2 separate regions of the Hordeum vulgare genome follow, and region 2 is linked to region 1. A link is a contact called in public Hi-C data. All regions are on one chromosome and are shown on one strand. The core of a region is the stretch at or near the end of the contact, and the rest is flanking DNA. Distances in the headings are between cores, read along the strand shown.

What was found. Hi-C and Micro-C count contacts between places; a contact is called where the count stands out from the background.
Region 2: a Hi-C map of leaf shows a contact between it and region 1, with 4 times the contacts expected there. The contact joins the promoter of LOC123398803 here to the enhancer-like site in region 1. A contact is called at or near these places in 2 of 6 Hi-C or Micro-C datasets (leaf and seedling).

Annotation. Positions count from the first base shown.
Region 1 is chr5H:462,856,581-462,864,467 of MorexV3_pseudomolecules_assembly, reverse strand. LOC123398780 (patatin-like protein 2) reads right to left here and starts at 6,790. Exons shown (of 7, transcript XM_045093238.1): 1 at 6,276-6,790; 2 at 5,498-5,679; 3 at 5,228-5,414; 4 at 4,767-4,934; 5 at 4,344-4,646; 6 at 4,014-4,195; 7 at 3,657-3,925. The coding sequence starts at 6,413. The coding sequence ends at 3,868. Within about 2 kb of position 2,972, at least 1 of the 3 cell types and tissues checked has open chromatin away from gene starts, as enhancers often do. A contact at or near this core is called in leaf, where this site is marked.
Region 2 is chr5H:463,273,736-463,281,622 of MorexV3_pseudomolecules_assembly, reverse strand. It overlaps LOC123398803 (polyadenylate-binding protein RBP47-like), which reads right to left and starts at 4,983. Exons shown (of 6, transcript XM_045093257.1): 1 at 4,438-4,983; 2 at 2,630-3,083; 3 at 1,851-1,909; 4 at 1,636-1,766; 5 at 1,406-1,502; 6 at 807-1,269. The coding sequence starts at 4,833. The coding sequence ends at 1,105.

The sequences.
Region 1 (7,887 bases), core at 1,723-4,222:
CATCTATATGTAGTTCGTAATGAAATCTTTAAAAAAAACTTATATTTTGAACGGAAAGAGTATTTGACAATTATTTCTTGAGTTCTTTTAGAATATAAAACCATGTAGAAGAGTTGCATGAGGATTGCAGAGCCGAAGATGGCGTGATCGTTACGTCACCGGAAAATGACGCTACCCAAGCAATCCACCATTGCATCATCTAAGATGCGCGACCCAAAACAACATGCCAACCTAGACTGGAGCAAATGAATAGCACAAGGCATGAACATCGGGAAACATCCAATGTGAGAGTGTGAACAACAACCAACATCCAGGCCAAACCCGAGTACTATGACAATCATAAATCAGAGGGCGATCACAGGCACTGAAGATGAAGTCAACCGTGACCGACTATCAAGGGTTCCGTTGAGGCGGAGAAGAAAACACAGGAGGAAGGAATGGAGGCTCTCCCGCACAGGAAACACAACCATAAATCAATTATTCGTTTCTTTGCCACCATAGAATCATAAATAAATTCCTATGAAATATTCAGGGCATGTTTGGTAGCCTTCACAAGGATGTATGTTACCTTTTCAATCCATTTTTGTTGTTTGATAGCATGCATGTGTCTTGTACTGTAGCTCGATGGAGGCCCATCAGGGTTACCTCTCCTCCCTATTTCCCCTTCACTTCCAAGCTCCCTACCGGCCACGAGAGACATCCAACCGCCCACCGCCACCTCCCCTTCTCCTTGATGGCAGCCTACTTCCGCGATTCCTCCGGCGATTAACCTGCTCCCTACCAGCCACGAGGGATACCCAGACGCACGCTTCCACCTCCCTTTCTCCTTGATGGCAGCCTACTTTGGCGATTTTACGCACGCTTCCACCTCCCTTTCTCCTTGATGGCAGCCTACTTTGGCGATTTTTTCGCACGCTCCCTACTAAACAAAGTCTCTACTTAACATGTTTGAACACATACATTAGTACCAAACAACATCAAATGCATGCATTTAGCACGTCTAAACTCAGCATGTCTCATGGCAGCGTCTCATGGGGAACCAGGTTAGGATGGAAATGTTATCAAACACACCCTTACGTTGTCGAGAAAATAGCATAGTAGCATTCCGAAGAAGAGAAGGCAATGCACAAGCTTTATTCCAGTGAACAGGAAATACACGTCACACGTTTTTTTCTTCACGTTCTAAAACCATATACACATCACACATGAAATGGAATACAATTTGAACGAGGAATACAAATCAAGAGAACACTTCATTCATACTATAAACAAGAACTCTGTACCCATCCAGCATGTTGCGCCTTCGTTTCGCTCAACGGCGATCGTTCCCTGCGGCGTGCAGCTTGTTGCCGATCCCAGGGCTGTGCCCAGGCGCCGTTCCACGGCTGTCGGTGGTCGCCACCCAGGTCGCCCCCGCGTAACCGCTGGCAGTACCCTGCACGGCATGGCACCCCGCTGACATGCATGCCTCATCGCCGTCGATCTTGGCCGACGCCGCCATCAGCCTCCTCGCCTCGCACGGGCACGTCGCCAGGTGGCTCGACACGACCAAGATGATCAGAATGCAGCAGGTGCACGAGGAGACATGCTTGGAACCTGCCATGTAAGTGAAGAACCAACAAGTAACTAAGGTGGTCTTAAGACTCGGTATGCTGCAGCTACTCTTCTTGCTTGGGGTTTTTAGCTTGGTTTGAGAGGTTTGCGCCCAGTGACAATTTATAGGGAGAGGGAGTGCTACGGCATGCAATAAAAAATTTAAAACGAGACCAGCCGGGACACTAGCTTGGCGGCATATTTTTATAGTGGAAGAATGCAACCTGAGCACCCGCTGGATCCTAGACTCTCGAACTTGGCTGGGTGGGCAGCGTGCGCACCCGCACAGCTTACCAACAACAGAGCGGCGCTCTGTTCTCTCATGGCGTGCAATATTTTAAGTCACAGACAACACCTATCTTACAGATCCGAGAGGTATATAAACATAGAAAGGTAGACAGCCCAGCTCCGTGCGATCTAAAGGCTCCTCAAGACTCAAAAGGCCGCATGAAGAAACAACCATGAAGTACACCATTGCCATGGTGAACCAACAAACATGCATGTCATTTTCGCCAGAGTCCAATTTTTTCACATGCATGTGCCACAGTCAAGGAACTAAATGTTCATCTTCTAAACGTGCACATTTGACTATGGGAGGTTAGTGCTTCAGAAAAAATAAGAGACATGCATGGACAGATGCAGGGCATGCGGTCTGCTAAACTCAAATTGTTTTTGGATTCTCATGGAGAGAAAAACTAACATCATCAGAAAGGAAAAGTAACCCACTTAAGAGTTGATGAGGAACACTTACTGCAAGGATCTCGGAAAAGGGCAGCATCGTTTGCATGGCATAATCTGGGGAATCTTCGTTGCTTGGACACACACATCGATCGCGCAGACGCAGCTTTCGACCGGCCAAGCACAATAGCTGGCTCCCCGGACCAAAGGAGGGGTCACCTTTTTGATCATTAACAACTTCATATATATAGCCTATGACTTGAGAAGAAATATATTTCATGTACGGCGTACGGGGCGACGGCTGCTCCAAAGTTTGCTCGGACCAACGGTTTGGAGCACTCAAGCGGCGCAGGCCACTAACATGAAAAGCCTAGGGGTTTGAAGAAATGCTTGCCAGATTTGCCTTTTTCCCCAAAAAACCTATGGTCGATCAAATGTAGCATTGTGGCACCACCAACCAAGGAACCCCCATGGCTGGCTGGCAGAGGCTCCAAGATTTCTACTTAATTGAACATATTTTGCTACCATCCACTTGGATTCCGAAATCCCCAATCGCCTCACCTTTAAAACCATACTAGCTATATTTATGTGTTGATGGAAAATCTGTGTTTCTTAAAGTTGACAGTTATACCTACTTCACACTGCACATTGTTGGTCGTTGATGAGATCTTTTTGGTGCTCAGAATTTGATGGGTGATGGTTACAGATCACCAATCTAGGGACTGAGTGCTCCAGAGCACATGCTTAGACCAGCTTTCAAAGGCTACCCACCGTAGTATCCATATCAAAATATTCAGTTCCAGCCATCCTGCAGCCCACGATGTTGCCCCTTGGGTGCTGCAACGTTAACAAATCCAACTTGCCAGAGTTAATACCAGGATCACAGAATATATAGTGCCACTACAGTTCACACCAAAAAAAAATGCGCATTGCTAGAAAGTAGTGAGTTTGAACTTTCAAAGTAAGCTAAAAAGTACTCGATCACAGAAGAACCTCTTGCCCTGGAAAAGTGGAAAGCGTGTCAATTAAAATGAACTACTTTGAGTTAGTGAAGCGCTTTGGTATTTATTTGTCTAGTCTATCCATGCTACAAACCCAATAGGAATTAGATGTCTCTCTGACAATTCCCAACAGCAGAATCTCAAGATGTACTAAAGGGTAAAGCATTTGAAAAGGCATCTCACTTGCTTAATACTCATTACCCAAAGCAGAGATAGGTTTAACTATTTCTACGTACAAAGCGAAGCAATATCGTACCAGGTACTTCCATGCAGCAGTGGCGGCTATCTCTTTATTCCAAATGTCTTGCTACATGGCCGTCCTGGAACCCTTCAGAAGTCATCGGCTGGCATAAAACCGGTGCAATTGATAACACAACAGAACAATAATTAAATGATTAACTTTATTTAAAAAATATGTGTATTTACATATCTAAAGCCATCGGCGCCTAACATTATCAAACTAGAGCAATCAGTATGCCACACTACACATTTATTTAACTATGTTACAATGAAACTTCAACAAATTGGCAACTGGGGTATGCCATGCAGAGAAAATTTCTCTCTGGCAGAGCATTGACGTAAAAGAGATCGGACTTCATTTCGGTGATCTTGCTTGACGAATTTGCTTTTCATCAGACAACAGCTTTGCAAATCTGAAAATAAGGTGTTAATTAGCTAATAAGTAGAGATGCATACTGCAATTATAATAACCTGATTCCTGATAGGTGGTGCCAAGCTCACCTCTTGAGAGCTTCCTCATTGGTCTCCTCCGTTTCACTACAAGTAGGCACCATCTGGCCAGTCTCCAAATTTGCCCGTGAGACAGGTTTCTTTAGCAGCAACTCTCCAACATTGACAAGTTTCTCCAAGTTATCCTTGGTGGCAACATCAACTGAGGAGAGTGTCCCCCGTAGGGTATCATCCTGTCATGTAGAAATGGTATTCTCTGAGTAAAAGGAGGCTGATTTATTGGTTGCATTGTACTCCCTCTGTTCCAAAATTTGAACTGAAACCATGACACTTATTTTGGAAAGAAGGGAGTACAAAATAAGTTGTCTGCATTTTACTTACTTGAATTCTCAGATAGTTCTGCTCAGAATGTAAGGCTTTGAAAACAGAAGCAATGTGAATATCCACCATATCTGCACTTGCCCGTGTGAAGATATCTACTAATGGTGTGGATCCACTGCTAAGTAACCAATCCAACACTCCCCATGATTTAGCCTTTTGTGCATCGTACTTCTCTTCAAATTTTGATGAGCCTGTGCCAAGTGAAATGACCAAAAACCGGCCATAGTCCATAGGTTTTATCGGGAAGAAATCTGAATCTTGCTTGAATATCTGCTTGCTTACTTCTCCAATGGCAACTAAGGCCTAAACACAACAAAGACAGATATTAGGTCTATTTCAAAATTTCTAGACTTTCCTTCAGTCTCTGAATCAAGCACATGCCCCAAGCTGTATGTTATGCAAAACTACAGGCAGCTATAGTACCGGATTATTGGCAGCTACTCCCCCATCAATAAGATTAAACTCCTTGGTGTTTCCATGAGAATCTTCAGTCTTGAAGTAATGAGCAGGCAAATAAGTTGGAGCAGCGGACGTGCTGATGCAAATATCTGATAACAAAGCATCCATTGTGCTCTTCTTCTTCTTCTTAACCTGTCACATGATAATAGAAAGTTCATTTTTGTGCAAATTTCCATCATGAAGGATTAATGGAAGTTCTCGACTTCTCACTTCTGCTTCATACATATGTTCTCCCTTTGAAGTAAATTTACAGCGAAAACAAAGAAATATGCATTTCATTAGCATGTGTTTCTTATACCATTATTAAAGTGAATTGGCTCTGATTTACTATAACTGGCATCCAATACAAAGAAACATCAACCATATTTTACAGGTACACAAATTAGGTCTCCCAAAAGATTTGAGCGAGAGGGGAAGAGGGAAACCTCATATGACGAAAAAATGGTTGGTTGTAGCCGCTTGATGTCGAAAGTCGGTATTACCACATTTGTTAACGTCTGATGCAGCCTGGCGCTTCCTAACTTCTTTCTCACAACTTCATGAAGGTACTTGCCATCATAACAAGGTCCTGACAATGAGCGAAGTATCCTCATTATCCTACCAAATGCACCCCTAGAAAAAACAGAAAATATGTGTTACTGGACAAGTTCCCAATTCAATCAACAAGAAGTGAAAAACATAACATATGTGTTCACCTGAGCTGCGGGAAAATTCTGGGAGCATGGTCCATATAAAATGCTTGAATATCCTTCGCAGCAAAAAGTGGTCTTCTCTTCTTATTTGGTGCAGTGAGCATCGCAGTCACAAGTCCCCCTGTGCTGGTCCCAGCAATGACATCAAAGTAGTCTGCTAACCGGGCTTCCGCTCCATCAAGTTTCTTTAGAAGTTAACATAACAGTTTCAGTGGGATGCAATCAAGAGCATCAATTAAAAATCAATGTGTTTCTAAAGAAAGGAGCATCTGCTGGTGCAGATGGAAACAAAATCATTGTTACACGTCAAGTATATTCAGCCCACGAGCCCGGAAGAGATAAAAGAACCAGAAATACAGAACTAACACTAGCAGAATATTGAACTTATGTAATACAAAAAATAAATCCAATTTGCCAAGAATTTGAATTTTCTGCTCAACATCTACATGTGCATAAATAACAATAAAAGAAGAGGGAGCAGACAACAACAAGACAGCACCCTCATTGTGACGCTAATACAAAGTTTAAGATTTACTTGGGTTATGGAAGTACCTTTACTTTACAGTTAAGTTAACAAGATATGGTTAGTGAATTGAGTTAAATCCTGACAGTTTGAATTTAAACAAACCAAACAACCAAATTGCAAGCTTATTTCATCTAACGCGATATATGGAACATGGACTTGTAATCTATTATATTTCTCACCAGGTGACTGTTGCCATGGCAATATGCCAACATCACAAGATACAAAAATCAATTATGTACATAACTACAGGTTTACCTGCAACTCTGATTCTAGAAAGGCAAGAGCAACAGCTGGAATGAGTCCTCGAATCCCTCCACCATCGATAGAAAGAATTGTGATGAGGTTGCCATAAGTTGGTGGGTGTCTGCACAAGATATGTTTTCCAGTCTCCATATTTGTGTTCTCTTCAAGGATAGGTTGCAAAGATTTGTAGTTCTCCGAGGATGGCGATATGAGCCCTCAAGTTAATGTAGAGAACACATATTAATAGACTTCGGATGAGAACTTTCGTGGCAATGCAGGTAGTGAAGGTCTATAGCATTCAGGACAAAGTCATTACGAATAACTTAAACGTGCGATAATAAAATCTTACTAACCTTCATTCATGAGAAGATATGTAGAATTAAAGTTGCAAAAGTGCACGCTTCATTTTCTGAAACCTTGGTAACAGTGACTACTGAGTAGGTAACGTGCTTTGAAGGAAACTTTTACCCATATAGACCTAATGATGTATTGAAATGCCCTATTTTGTACTCCCTCCGTAAAGAAATATAAGAACGTTTAGATCACTAACTAAACGCTCTGATATTTCTTTACGGAGGGAGTATTTTCTCATCAAACACACAAAAAATCTATTTTCTCAAAATGGAAAGTCAAGTGATGATTGAGAGGCTAGTATATGAGGTTCGAATGCAGTGTATATCTCCTCTTTTCGAAAAGGACAAATGTCTCTTTCTCAGTTGCCCTTGGACTAGGGGCTATTCTAGTGCCCTGAAGGCGCTGCCAGGAAAAGGAAATTTCTATGACCCAGGTGTTAGTCATGTTAGAAAGTTGACCTAAACTTGCATGGAGCTAATACATCTTAGCTTTGTGCTCTATCTCAGTATGATCATACTTGTGATGCACGCAATCTAAGTAATAAGATGAACAATCTGTGTACTAGTACAGGTTGATTGACCTAAATGGGATATGTTAGGCATGCCCTTGGAGGATGACATCAGAGGAACCTGCACTGCTGAAGCATTTGAATTTAGGCAGTATGCAGCAATGGGAAAAAAAACATGCTACCATTCAATTTGTGCCAATTTTGTTTTAGCTGGATGGTTGTTGCATCATTGATTACGTATTCTCAATCACGTTGTATCCAAACGATATCCTAGTTAAGCACAGAAGATAGTTATCTAGATCCGACGAACTTATGAGAGTCTTCAACCATTTTCTTTTCTTTTATATTTGAGAAATATGGTGTAACGTTCAGCTTTGGCTAAGTAAAATGTGCAAGGAAAGGTGATGTAGCCCGTCAAGTAAGATATCATGTAATTAGACAAACATATCATAATGTGAAAAACATTTAGATTTGAGACCCTGTGAACAAATAAATATCAGAATATTCATTTGATTTCCCGGAGGAAGAAAACAAATGAATGACAACGATGGAAAATACTTATCACAAATCCAAAGTAATTCATTCAAGAACAAACTATTGCATCAGATACATAATATTCTTTGCCAGGCCCTTCCCTGGACCCTCCGCAAGCAGGAGCTACATGAACCAGGCAGCCCTTCTATACATAACACTATTTGTCTCTTGTACAAAAAAAAAGTCAAAACAACAAACTATCTACCAAATTCAGATAAACCTAACTTA
Region 2 (7,887 bases), core at 3,734-6,233, 420 kb before region 1:
ATGTCGATAAGACTGTAACATTCATTGCTATTTTTCACTCTTGTCTTATCAACAATTTGTTATGAAAACAGTCACCAAATGTTTGATGCCTTCTTTGTTGGATGGAAGGGAGGCATGGGTTCTCATTATTTCAAAATACAGTATAACATGCACCTGCCAGGCTATTAACACAAATAACATATAGTAGATGTAATACCCCGTGTAACAGACCCCTTCATTGCCGAAACCCTTGCATTGCGAGGAGTGCTATTTGCCCAGCTGAGGGGCTTCTCGCACGTGCTAATGGAGGTGGACTGCTTGGAGGTAGCGAACCTCTGGAATTCGCATCACAGTCCCTAATCAATTGTGATGCCTATCTTCGATGAAATCAAGGAAAGATCCTCGAGTTTTGCTTTGTTTTCAGTTCAGCATGTCACAAGAGAAGTTAATAATTCAGCTGATCTTTGTGCTAAACATGCCACCTCTCTTCCAGTTTCAGATTGTTGGTTGGAATCTCGTCATAGTTAGTACCTTTTTGGCTGATTGTAACCGAATCTCTCGTATGCACTCCTTAATTTCCCTATGAGTACATTGTTGCCACTTGTCACCGCATCCATGTCACAGCCAACCCGACTGAAATTGAGATCACTCAGTTTTCACATAAGCTTGAGTTGAGTAAAGTGAAGCTCGCTTAAACTCAGCTCAATTTCAGCTGCGGCTGCAATTAGTAATGCTCGGGCCTAGCAGCTATCCCTACTTGATCAGCTCAACATCAGTTCGAAAATCAAACACCAAAAGCCAAATGGATCAGAAAGCGCGCAGAGAGGTATTGAATAGATTATTGTTCTACCTTAATTAATATTGCAGCTCTAGGCCAAAACTTCTTTTTTTCCCTAGAACAATCCAGCTAGACGACCATGGCGATCGAGTCATTGTAGGTGCCTCAGTGGTGCTAGTTTCTTCGTAATAATAGTAATGTACTTTACATGACCAGTCACTACATCTAGCTCACCTAAGAAACCGTCGTCGTCTACCTTCTTTCCCTAGCAAGAGCTACAGCTACTGCATGCGTGCGCGCCTCGGATTGTTGTCGAGCGATGGGCGTGTGAAGTGAACCTCCTATCTTCAGCTGACCTGTTGCTGGTTCCCGTAGAGCGGGTACGCACCATAGGCGGCGGCATACATGCCCGGGTCAGGGAACGGTGCCGCGGGGTAGCCGTACCCGTTGTAGAACGGCGAGGGCGCGTAGTACATCCCGTTGTTCCACTGGTTGCCATTGTCACTCCTCAACTGCAAAGAAGAGGTGCAGTAAAGTCAGGTTCCTGAGTTATGTTGGCTGCACAATCTTTACTGTTGGGGTTGGGGTGGGGGTGGGGGTGGGGGTGGGGGTGGGTGGTGGTATGACAAGAAGAGCCCATGATAGTACCTGCTTGTTTGCTGGATTGCGACCCCATGAAAGGCGCACGGTCTGTTTCCCGATGGTGCTCCCGTTTAGCCCTTGCAATGCATCTTCTGCATTCTTTCTGTGAAAGGGGAAAACGTTGACAGCATTAATCGATCAAACTCCATCATGGTGACAGATGCAATTTAACGAAACGAAAATTGTATGTGAGGACAAACTGAAAAGTATAGAAGTGCATGGCCAATAATCCATACCTCTGAAGAAACTGCACGAACCCGCACTGTTTCCCAACTGGAATCTTCACAGAGGAAATCTCACCATACTGGGAGAAGGTTTGCTTCAGATCATCTTCACTAACATTTGGGTCAAGCCCACCGACAAATACCTATGGACAATAAAATAACGATGATAAAAGAAAAGCTATAACAATGTATATTGCATAAGTTACAGCCAATCCATCTGTACTCACAGTTGTGTTTGTCAAATCTCCGTCTGATCGAGCGGATGAACCAGTAGACCCAGAAGTACCTAAACCAACATTTTTTCAGGAAACAGAGATAAACAGTCACAGATATGCAAACAACATTAAATGATTCCTGTAGAATTTTTTATCCAAAAGAACAATGTTAATAAGCAATTCACAAGTTCTCAGATTTTATTTGACCAATCAATAATATTCTCTGGAATATGAACATATGTCATTATCACCAATACAAACCCATTTCTAAAAAGGTATAGTGCATAATAACAGCAAAGCATGAATGCAGAGCAGAAACAGTTTTGTACATGGACAGTGTCAAGTGTGAACTATATATTGAACGAATCTCCCTCCCAAACAAATTCAGAATGTAAACAAGTCCAGATGTGTGACAGAGTACAAGTGAAAATTTCAAGTTAAAGTGGCAAAGAGATGCTAAAGAGCAGGGAATTAACTAAAAGTAGTCCCACTTGGAAACTGGAACTTCTACAAATGGTTAAAATCATAATCACTGGTCTCATTGCCACCTAAATATGGAACAGTTAAGGGAGGGAACTTCCAACTTTAACCACGTTTTAAAATAATTTGAATTTCCCCATAAGTAATACAACAACCAGACTCATATATTTGCATATAGGCAGAGGGTCAGGTGGATATAGTTTCAGACTATAATTAATAGTGAAAGAACATAACCAAATCAAGGAACCTCCATTGAGTTGGGCCAACAATGAATTCAGAGCATATAGGGACTGAGAAACTTTTTAACTAACCTGAAGATTTTCTGGGAGTTGCAGGGCCAATCCTCATGGGCCTAGTTGAGCAATACACTCCGTTCATCTCGGTCATGGCGTTTGTCTTCTCACTATCATCTCCAAAACGCACAAAGCCATAGCCCTTTGATCTACCAGTGTTAGCATCAATAACAACTTTTGCACCTTTGACAGAGGAGTACCTGCTGGAGAAAGTCTCTAGCAATGCAGTATCATTGACATCAGAGGCAAGATCGCCTACAAATATGGAATGATCTGAAGCAATGTCTGAACGCCTATCACCCATGCTAAATGATGCCCAGTTTATCCTAAAAGGCTGGTCAGTATTTGGCATTATATGCCCAGCAAAACCATCAAGTACTTTTTCAGCTGCAGCATGACTGTAGAACTCTACAAATCCATATCCTTCTGACTGTCCGGTTTGCTTATTACGAATAACCTTGATCGCGACAACCTACATCATATTCATATACATATTAGTACGAGTTTGAGCTTGGATAATAAGAATTGTAAATTGCGTAAGAAGACACGTTGCAATGCAGTCACCACACATATATATTCTGCAACTGGCTGGTGAAACAGTTCAAAATTCAAAATTCCAGTTGTCCTGGAGGTGACAATGTTAGTGGAAACGGAAGTGCTAAAAACTGGACAGTTCGAAATTCCAGTTGTCAAGACAATGGCTGGTGAAACAGCCCAGTAAAAAGTATTGTATTGTTTAAGGGTGGTAAAAACGATAAGCTTTTTTGTCCATATGTAAACCCCATGTTTCACCAAGTCTTTCTCCATTGTCCTGTAGGTGACCATGTTAGTGGAAATGGAAGTGCAGCGAAGATAGACGATACATGAAGCTGGAACATATAAAGGATCATTTGTAAGCTCAGCTTGATGACATTTTTACTATGTTGGCGTACACAAAAAAGGGAATAGCAGAAGGTGCTACTTCCATTCAAGCAAAAACCCTCTTTTTTTAAAATCAGAATAGTTGCATAATCAAAGCTCACTTCTCCTGAAGTGTAAAGCCCTAACTGGTTTTGAACGTAGTTCGAGAAAATTAATGTAAATGTTCTCCTCTTCTGCCAAGCAGTAGTAGTAGATCGGCTAGTTTCTAGACAGAAGAAGCACCCCAATCCCCAGCACTGCCAGGCTAGAAACGGACCAATGAGGGACGAAACAGATGTACGGCTATGGTGCGCCAGGAATCCTGCCGTTACGAGGTAGGCAAGCTGGCACATCAGACCAAGAGCTAGCAGCGTATCCCAACCCATGACCAGCACAGGAAAGGGTGGGCATCTTGGCTTGCCTCAGCCAATCTAGGGGACTGCGAGTTTCCAGTTCCAGGCCGCAGATCCACGCCCTCCCTGGTTGCCCAGCGGTTGCTCGCCCGTTTCCTCTTTCCGCACGCACAGTGACCCAATCATTTGTACTCCTGCATCCTGCGCTGCGCACCGCAGGCCTGCCTCTGCCTGCAGCTAGCTATAGGCTCTGCCCGGTCTTTCTTAAGATCCGCCATTCTCTCTCTCTCTCCGACCTCGCGTGACTCGAGAGACGAATCGCGCTTCGGGGAACCTGTCGCCGCCTGCCGCGTCAAGATGCCATTTTTCGTGGAATTTAACCGCGCATTTAGTGGTGAGTATATCTGACGGGCTTGTCACATCCATGGAAAGGGTTCCTAGTCAGTGGGGTATGCGAAAGGGAGACGGTGTGTGTCTCTTTTTGGCAGCTCTGGCTCGGGGGCGGCGTGAGATCTGGGGTCGTGGGGAGGGGGCGGAAGGGAAGGGGAGGGAGGCGGGGCGTGCTCTGCTCACCTCGCCGGTGTAGCCGAAGCAGGTGTGGAGGTAGTTCTCGTCCATCCAGTAATGGAGGTCGCCGACCCAGATGGTCTTGTTCTCCTCCTGGCCGGGCTGCGCGGCGGGGGCGGGGGAGCCCATGGCGACGCCGACGCGCGGCTGCAGCGGCGGGGGCGGCGGCGCGACGGCGTGGAACGGCACGAAGTGCGGCGCGAACTGGTGGGGCGGCGCCGGCGCCATCTGGTGCGGCACCACCATGGCCGCGGCGCCCGGCGGCGCGAACGGCATGGCCACCCAATGGGGCTGCGGCGCCAGCGCCGCCACCGCCGGGAGCGGCGCCGCCCCCACCTGCTGCTGCTGCTTCTGCACCTCGCCCCCGCCGTTCGCCGCCGCTGCCACCGTCGCCGCCTGCATGGTCACCCCGAAACCAAACCTCTCCGCGCTCGCTCGCGCGTGCCCGGTCGCCTCCGACGGAGATGATAATCTGGAGGCGAGGCGAGGAGAGGGAGGGTGGAGGAGGGAGGGAGGAAGGAGGAGCAGTAGCAGGAGCTCGCGGCAGGGGGGAGAGGGAGGTGGCTAAATAAAGCACGCGGCGGCGGAGGATATGGGGGCGCGCGGGCCGTCGGATGGCGCGCGTGGAGGCGCCCCTGGCCGTCCGCTCCCCGGCCTTGACCGGATCCACGTCCGTGTCGGCCCGACCCAGCCAGCCCCCGCGGGTTACACGTAGAGTCGTTTCTCACTTTCGGGTTAAGTCCGGGCGCGGATGCGGATGCAACATCAGTTAATTAATTACCCCTAGTCACAATCATATGGTAAGTATGTAAGTAATGATTTTTTTTTTGGTAATCCTGCTCTGTTGTTGTGGTGAAGCAGATCCATGTATCCTGGCTGGTCAACAGTGCATGGAACCTATTCCTAAATATAGGTTTGACTCGGGAGGTTTCACGGCCGAGCTGTGCCGTGCCTCTGCATGGTCGGTTACGTTGGTTGTGCCATGCTGGTAATTAGGTAGCTAGGCTGGTCCAACTCTGCGCTTGCTGCGGGGTTACTAAAATAGATAGTCTCTACAACTACTCTGGTGCTCAGTTTAACCTACATTTTCTGCGCTCTCACAACTAACTTGAGCACGCACGCACTTGACTGCAGTACCTAAACTTGGCAATATGCATGTTGTGGAAGGCTCCCAACTTCGCGGTGGAGCAGAGCGGTGCCCAGTTCATTTTTCAGGAGGAGCTGTTATACCGCTCCTTATTTTCAGGTTGAGCGAAGCGGAGTCGTGGGAGTAACCTGTTGCCGAACATGCCTTTCATGTCTTCATAGATCACGTTTTAGGACTAACACGTTCTATGGAAGAGTTGATTATCAACAGAATTGCAACTCGATCAACTAATCACCATCTGGGCTAAACCCCAATCGACTATGCTTGCCTAGTTTGAGGACAAGATATCTTGGACCCTTACTGCAAACTCTGTATACTCTGCCCGATTTGTGTATGATGCTCAATTCTACGGTCGGATCATGAACCCTCGGCTGCAGAAGGTTTGGGATGTCAAAGCGGACGGCAAGATTAAATTTTACCTTTGGTTGATTCTGCAAAACAGAGTGTGGACATCCGATCGCCTGGCCGTGCGCGGCTGGCCTCATGATGGTCTCTGCTACCTCTGCGACCAAGAGGAGGAATCAGTTAATCACCTACTGCTAAAGTGCCCTTTCGCCAAGGAAGTTTGGTTCTCCTTCAACTCCTCGCACCCCTCAAGCTCCAATGTTGTATTATACTCTCCTTCTCTTGCTGGTTCGTGGAGAAATTTCTCTAGGAATATCAAGAACAAAGAAGAGAAAGTGAAAGTCACAATGGATGTGTACGCAGTTTCGCATTTCTGGAAGGAGAGGAACAATAGGATTTTCGAGGGGATGAAGGCCATGTTGGAAATATGCCCTAGAGGCAATGATAAATAGTTATTATTATATTTCCTGTTTAAAGATAATCGTTTATTATCCATGCTATAATTGTATTGAATGAAAACATAGATACATGTGTGGATACATAGACACAGCAATGTCCCTAGTTGGCTAGCCAGTTGATCAAGGATAGTCAAGGTTTTCTGGCTATGTGCAAAGTGTTGTTGCTTGATAACTGGATCACATCATTAGGAGAATCATGTGATGGACTAGACCCAAACTATGAACGTAGCATATTGATCGTGTCGTTTTATTGCTATAGTTTTCTGCGTGTCAAGTATTTGTTCCTATGACCATGAGATCATATAACTCACTCGCATCGGAGAAATGCCTTGTGTGTATCAAACGTCATAACGTAACTGGGTGACTATAAAGATGCTCTACAGGTATCTCCGAAGGTGTCCGTTGAGTTACTATGGATCAAGACTGGGACTTGTCACTCCGTATGATGGAGAGGTATCTCGGGGCCCACTCGGTAATACAACATCACACACAAGCCTTGCAAGCAATGTGACTAAGTGTAAGTCACGGGATCTTGTATTACGGAAACGAGTAAAGAGACTTGCCGGTAACGAGATTGAAATAGGTATGCGGATACCGACAATCGAATCTCGGAAAGTAACATACCGAAGGACAAAAGGAATGACTTACGGGATTATATGAATCCTTGACACTGAGGTTCAACCGATAAGTTATTCGGATAATATGTAGGATCCAATATGGGCATCCAAGTCCCTCTATTGGATATTGACCGAGGATTATCTCAGGTCATGTCTACATAGTTCTCGAACCCGCAGGGTCTGCACACTTAAGGTTCGGCGATGTTTTAGTATAGTTGAGTTATATGTGTGGTTACCGAATGTTGTTAGGAGTCCCGGATGAGATTACAGACGTCATGAAGGTTTCCGGAATGGTCGGGAGAGGAAGATTGATATATAGGATGACTTCATTTGGTTACCGGAAAGTTTTCGGGCATTACCGGGAATGTACCGGGAGTGGCGAATGGGTTCCGGAAGTTCACCGGGAGGGGGGCAACCCTCCCGGGGAAGCCCAAAGGACTTATGGGTGTCGCACCAGCCCTTAGTGGGCTGGTGGGACAGCCCAATAAGGCCTATGCGCCATAAGAAAAAAACCAAAGAAAGAAAAAAAAAAGGTGGGAAGGAAGAGAAGGACTCCACTTTCCAATCCTATTTTGAGTAGGATTGGGCTGGCGCACCTTGGGGGCTTGGCCCTCAAGGCAAGCCTCCCCTCCCCTCCTCCTATATATACTGGTGTTTTAGGGCTGATTTGAGACAACTTTTGCCACGGCAGCCCGACCACAAACACCACGGTTTTTCCTCTAGATCGTATTTCTGTGGAGCTCGGGAGAAGCCCTGCAAGAGTAGATCCTTCACCCCACCGGAGTGCTGTCACGATGTCGGAGAACTCATATAATTCTCCGTCCTGCTTGCTGGATCAAGAAGGCCGAGATCATCGTCGAGCTGTACGTGGAGGTGCCGTCCGTTCGGC